Linked DNA regions of Gossypium hirsutum: region 2 is linked to region 1. Evidence: chromatin contacts called from public Hi-C data. All regions are on one chromosome and are shown on one strand. The core of a region is the stretch at or near the end of the contact, and the rest is flanking DNA. Distances in the headings are between cores, read along the strand shown. Region 1 holds the start of LOC107889433 (protein TRANSPARENT TESTA 9). Region 2 holds the start of LOC107889576 (MTOR-associated protein MEAK7).

Region 1 (3,207 bases), core at 195-2,694:
TAAACAATAGTCTGCATCAAAAAATTGTATGCATCACCAAAGTTGCAAGAGCAGGCATAAGAGAGAAATAATTTCAGAGACAAGACAAACAGGCAGAAAATTTAAATGCAATTGTCTACACATGGAATGTCAACATTTATATTTGATATCATTTCTGGAAACATGCAAACAGAAAGACAGAGAGAAAAACAACCAAGAAGTTTTAACATACATATCTATGGCACTAAGCATCTTACAAATTGCATGTTCACTATCCATGTTTTGGATCATTATGCTTAGATATTGAAGCAATGGAGCCTCAATTGTTGAACTTGTACTGATCTTTAGTACCCGTACAAACTCTGCTAAAACTTGGTATTCCATGAAACATCTACAACAAATTGATGGAACTCAGATTTATTCACAAATATACCGAGAGACATTATCATTACAAGAGAAGACGTTTCCTGAGTAAGGCATACTCAAATATTAATGGATCTTGTCTGTCACCATATGTCACTATCTCTACAATCGTTTGTAGAAGATCTACCACTGTATCCTGCACACGAGAAAGAACAAAGAGGGATATTTTGGGAAGAAGTTCATATACTAATCATTATGAATATTATCCAATACACCAAGACACTAAAATTCAAAAACTCCACAAGCGGGTTCAGTAGTCACTTGCCCATTTAACTATATATCCGAACTTAATCAGTTGAAATTTGACGTCCATATTTATAATTAAACAGATACGTGGAGAACATATGAACCTACTCATGGAGTTTTCAACCTTCACCGTCACTATATACAAAGAATAACACTCTGAAATAGCACTACCATAAAATTCTTTAAAAGTAAAAGAAGTTACCCTGTTCTGCGCATTGACAACTTTGATCTGCCGCAATTCGGTAATTACAGATCTATATCCACGAACAAGAATTTTTTTTTTTAAAAATCGTTAAAATAATAATCATCGCAATGACAATCGACGAAGAATCGATACGATAATGTGAGGAAAAAGTAACTGCTGAAACCTAATTAAAATAATCACAATTACGAGAAACATTAACAAAATTCAAAAGAAGAAAAATCAGCACCACATTGTAATTTAATGGAATACACTTAATTAGAGTTTGAACTTGTGTAAGCATAATAAAATATTTGAGAGGGAGAGAGAGGAATTACTTGAAATGCTGAAGAGAGAAGCGATCGATGGATCGCCAAAGCGAGCGCCACATCGTGAAAAATGAGAGAGATCTTGTTTTTCTATTATTATTATTATTATTATTATTATTATTATTATAGAGAGGAAAGAAACCCTCGAGGAATAGAAGAAGAGAAATTGCAGAGGGGGAACAAATTTTGGCTTACTGGAAGATGAGATTTTACGGTTGAGTTGGGTCCGCGCGGCATGGGAACTGGAGTGAGGCTTTTGCTTTGGTTTTGGTATAAATGCCGTGTCCTGCTCGTGCCAACTAACGTTCAACGTTTTTTAAATTTCACGTCAACTTTACTACTGGAACCTATAACCAAATCGAAATCTTCTTCTTCTTCTTCTTTTTTTTTCCTAAAAATAGAAATTATTTTATTAACAACAAATGTTTCTTAATTTTTTTTTTCGATTTTTGATTTTACTAAAAAATAAATACATTAAATTAATTTTATATAAAATAAATATAATTATTTATGTATACATTATAAAATATAAAATAATCTTATATCAATAACTGTGTTAACAATTTATGAAAAATAAATTAAATTAAATTTTTATATATAAAATTATAAAAAATTAAAATTTACATATTAAATCAATATTTATATATATTTTTGAGGTTTATCACACTTTTATAAATACAGATAAAAATCATATTTATATTTTTTTAGAGATTCATTGGCCTAATCAATTTTCAAATCTTTACACAGAAAAGAAGAATAAAATTGCAACTCAGAGATAATAAAGTTCAAAGAAATACAAATCAAAAAGTATGAACGCATGATTGAAAATCTAAGTTATATCCAAAAAAAAGGTGGAAAAGAACACAACCGCCACAAATTCAAACCATGTCATGAGCTTCTACATTCTCATATCATGAGCTTCTGCACATTTTCAGGCTGACAATCAACTGTTGTTTTCCCTTTAAAATTTTTCAATAACATTTCATCATTAATTAATTTTGAATTTATTGCTATAAATAATAATCAACTCAACCTTTATTTTAAATATTAATTTTTTATTATTAACTTAAATTGATCAGAATTCGAACTATAAAGATTCTTATCTTTATGATAAACATATATTCTTATGAAACATCACAAATTTATAATAATTTTTTAAGAATAAATATAATTTATACTATATATTGAGGGGCTAATTGAGTTGGTGCTAGCTATTAATTGGATTTCAACTCTATTAGGAAATTACTAAAGGCTCATTTCTTTTGCAAAGCAACAAATATGTATCATTTTGATGGTATTTATATCTTTATGTTTTTTGATAAATCTATTAGGAAATTGCTAATGCCAATGTGGATTCTTCCTAATCAATCAAGTTTCGTACTAGGCTAGAGTATAACGGACAATATTATTATAACGTAAGAAATTATTCACTCTATGTATAAAAAATCCAATAAGGGTGGATGGTTGTTAAATTTGATTTAGAGAAGACTTATGACAGGCTCGATTGGGGATTCATTGAAGACACTTTGTCATATATTGGGCTTCCCACTCCATTGATACATGTTATCACAAATTATGTTACCTTTTCGACTATGCAGGCTATTTGGAATGGAGAGTTATCTAGAGTTTTTACACCATCTCGAGTTATCCGTCAAGGCGATCTTTTCTCTCCTTATATGTTTGTTCTTTGTATTGAGAGATTTGCTCAATTGATTACTGAAAAAGTTAAGAATGGGTATCGGAAGCCTATTAAGCTTGTGCGGAGTGGGTTGAGTATCTCTCACTTGTTCTTTGCAAATGATTTATTTTATTATCAAAGGCGTCAACTGAGCAAATGAAAATTATAAGGAGAGCATTGGATATATTTTTTGCTAGTTCACGACATTAGTAAGTGTGGAAAAGACACAAATTTTTTTTCTCTAAGAATGTCTCTCCTCATCTGTGATAGGCTATTAGCAATAGCCTTGGGTATTCACAGGTTTAAGATTTAAGAAAGTACCTTGGTGTCCCTTTACATCATCAAAAGGTCAATAAGGTTACCTACCAGTA
Region 2 (3,207 bases), core at 363-2,862, 180 kb after region 1:
TAACATACTGTAACATTAGGGGCTTTACTAGAAAAGCAACTAAATTTCGTAATTCTTTCTCCCCAAATCAACAATTTCTAGCAGGTGGGTAACATTTTAATACACTTTGAATGAGCCATGAAACAGAGTGTGTAGGAAGGAAATAATCCAACAAGTTGAGGATTACTTGCAATGTAAAACCTGGATTCAGCAAAATGTATTAGTGGTTCAGTTGTTCTTTTGTTCTTCGCAGAGCAAATTGAAACAGAAGCCCAGGTCACTAGAATGGGTCTTTTCTGAAGTTACCCTTCAGTGAAAAGACATCTGAATAAACAAAGTATCCTTATTTAATTAACTGGCAACAAAATACCACCTTATGAATATCAATTTGCTGTGCTTGCAGGCAATGGAAAATGGCAAGCTATTTCTAGGTTAAAGAAACAAGGTTGTTTTATAAGTAATTCAAAGAATGGCAAAGCAAGTATTAAAGGGTAACAAAGGGATGGTTACTCTCCTACACAACAAGTCTGTGATGTCTCCAAGGACTTCGTTTTCAACTCTCTAGCAGAAGTACAGGGAAAAAGAATCCAGAGACTGATGACTAATAACAAATTACAGAAACCAGTTGGTTTGACTATTCATAGCAATAATCAATCCTAGCTAACTGAACTAGACTAGTTTATCCCATCCACAGAGACTTGGATCTCTATAATTCTAACCAGATTAATGAACTAGCAATCAACTAGAGAATGAACTAGCAACAAATAGGAAAAACAACACTATTAGAGTTAACTCTATAACGAAACCCATTTCAAGCTTTTTAAACCATTTTTAGGAGTAAACTATGGTCTAATTTCCTTGTTAGGAAAGATGAAAAAGCCATATTGGCAAAATGAAAAAACATTGTTTCATTCAATTACTTAGCAGAATTAAAAGACTAAAAGAAACGAAACCATAATTCACATCACTTTTTAATCATTATACCATTTGGAAGGTAACAAATACTGGGAAAAATGAATAACAATGTAAATTAACAACAATTGAAGACCTAATTTATGTTTCGGGATAGAAAGAAAGAAGAAGAAGATAAAATTGCACTAAAAGAAGGGATAGGCGAAACCTTTTCTTTGACTGATTCTTGGCGTTTCGAAACGTATTGGTCTTTGACAGAAACGGTGGAGGTTGGTTCAATTTCTTCATCGAATTGCTGCTTCCATTCGAACTGAGAAGTGAATACTATTACGAACACTAGAAAAACGAGAAGCCAAGGTCTCGACATTGCTCACATCTGTTTAACCCGATCTATTTTTTTCTTAATTCTACTTTTTTCCCGTTTGGGTGTTTCGAGCAATTGAAAAAAAACTATTGCCAGCGATTTATGGCAAGCAATACCCAACAAAAAACTGAAAGAAAGAAAGAACTGCCGCAGATCAAAGTAGCCGAGACTGACGAAATGGAAAATTATTCTAAAAACTTTTAATATTTTATTTATTTTAATAACCATATAAGTTTTCGAATTTTGTATGGAAAATTAATGGAGTAATACAAGCTTCTAAACTTCACTTATAAAATTAGAACTATTACGTATTCAAACAAAATATAAATCACTGTCCTGGCAATTAGGAAATGGCTCCAGCCCAAAATAGTTTGGGCTTTAGACATGGAAAACAAAGTCAGCCCAATGAAGAACAAGAAAAAAATATGGGAAGGAAAAACGAAAAGAAATGAACTAGCCAGGAAAAAAGGAAGAATGGGGAACAGCCAGTCACCTCCACCAAATCCTCGTTTCAATTCTGCTTCAAGGTAGTTCTTTCTTCAAACTATCTCTCTCTGCTTTAATGTCTGAATTCTTTTTTCTCTCTTTTTACTTGAAAGAACTGCTTTTATTTATTTTATTGGTATAATTAAACTAACGAAAACATTAATATGTCTTAGAGCTTTTACACCAAAGGAATTAGAGGATCTCAAATCGCTCTTCAATTCCCTGGCTGCACGGTCACAGACCAACGGTCAATATGTTTCTTCATCTGTCTTTCAGGTTTTCTTTTTCTTGTTTTTTGGATCTACCCATTTATAGTTATGAATGTTTTGTTTTGATTCCATTTATGTTCTTGAGTTTTTTTTCCCCTTTTAATTACGAAAGTACTATATTGGTTGTAGGTTTACTTTGGGTTGAAAGGTCCTCTCGGGGAGAGAATGTTCGATTTGGCCACGCAGGGCCGCAAAGACGATAAGCTTACCTTTGAAGACCTGGTGATCACTAAAGTAATTATCTTCTCTTTCGTCCTCTTTTTTAAATTTTGTTGGAAACTATATTCTCTTCATTGTTTCAAAAATATCTGTGTCTAGCAGTTGGTATGATCCATGAAAAATATGAAAAAAATTTAGAAAAGAAATTGAGTATATTGTATTCGATGCTCACCCCAAATCCGAGTAGCATGGATTGAAAATTTTATTGTTGGTTATCATTGCTGAGCACAAATGATTAAGAAACAAATCTAGTTGGTTATGTATAGCTTGTTTGGTTGCTTTTGTTATTGGCTTTTTATTTATGAAAGTAAAAACGGAAAATCCTCTATGTTTTCTTTATTAATTAAAGTTAAAAATCAACATTTTGTGAATGACCAAATGCATGGCTTTGCTTCAATGTGGAATGGCAACTAAGTTTAAGTGTTTCTTAATTTTTTACTTTTTTTTGTTTATTCTTAATCAACTGCTACAATTTTTCTTTTTAGTAACTTTTGAAGGAGAAAATAAGTATCAAAAGGCAGTAACTAGAACAACAGCTACGGGAGACCTAGGTTAATGGCTGTTCTGAATTGAGCTTGCAGACCTATTCATTTTATGTTTCATGTTTTGTAGGGTACTTATGTGAAAGGACCAAATGATGAGATTGAGGAGTTTATTTATCGATTGTTGGATGTCACAGCTGATGAAATTTTGACAAGGTAGAATGGTGATTGCTTGTAGTAATGTTTTCTTCACTTCACCAACTCACTTTTTCCTAGCCTTTAAAATTGTTGCTGCCACATTTATTTCCCAATACATGAAACCTAATGAAGGAACAAATTTTCTAGTTATAGATTACTTTTACCATCTAATGGTTGGAAGCCTCTTGAATTTCTATCTCTATCGTGTCAGAGACCTTCTAACTTATAAGGCTTCTTCTCAAAGACAGGTCTGACTTAGACTCTGTTCTAGTCAACATGTTTAATCATGTATTCCAAC

What was found. Hi-C and Micro-C count contacts between places; a contact is called where the count stands out from the background.
Region 2: a Hi-C map of leaf shows a contact between it and region 1, with 1.5 times the contacts expected there. The contact joins the promoter of LOC107889576 here to the promoter of LOC107889433 in region 1. A contact is called at or near these places in 2 of 34 Hi-C or Micro-C datasets (both in leaf).

What each region holds. Positions count from the first base shown.
Region 1 is chrA09:72,702,165-72,705,371 of Gossypium_hirsutum_v2.1, forward strand. LOC107889433 (protein TRANSPARENT TESTA 9) reads right to left here and starts at 1,445. Exons shown (of 21, transcript XM_041076652.1): 1 at 1,168-1,445; 2 at 851-902; 3 at 462-538; 4 at 237-370; 5 at 1-11. The coding sequence starts at 1,220.
Region 2 is chrA09:72,883,286-72,886,492 of Gossypium_hirsutum_v2.1, forward strand. It overlaps LOC107889576 (MTOR-associated protein MEAK7), which reads left to right and starts at 1,613. Exons shown (of 8, transcript XM_016814051.2): 1 at 1,613-1,782; 2 at 1,915-2,017; 3 at 2,140-2,244; 4 at 2,842-2,927; 5 at 3,158-3,207. The coding sequence starts at 1,640. LOC107889578 reads right to left here and starts at 1,506. Exons shown (of 3, transcript XM_016814055.2): 1 at 1,100-1,506. The coding sequence starts at 1,258.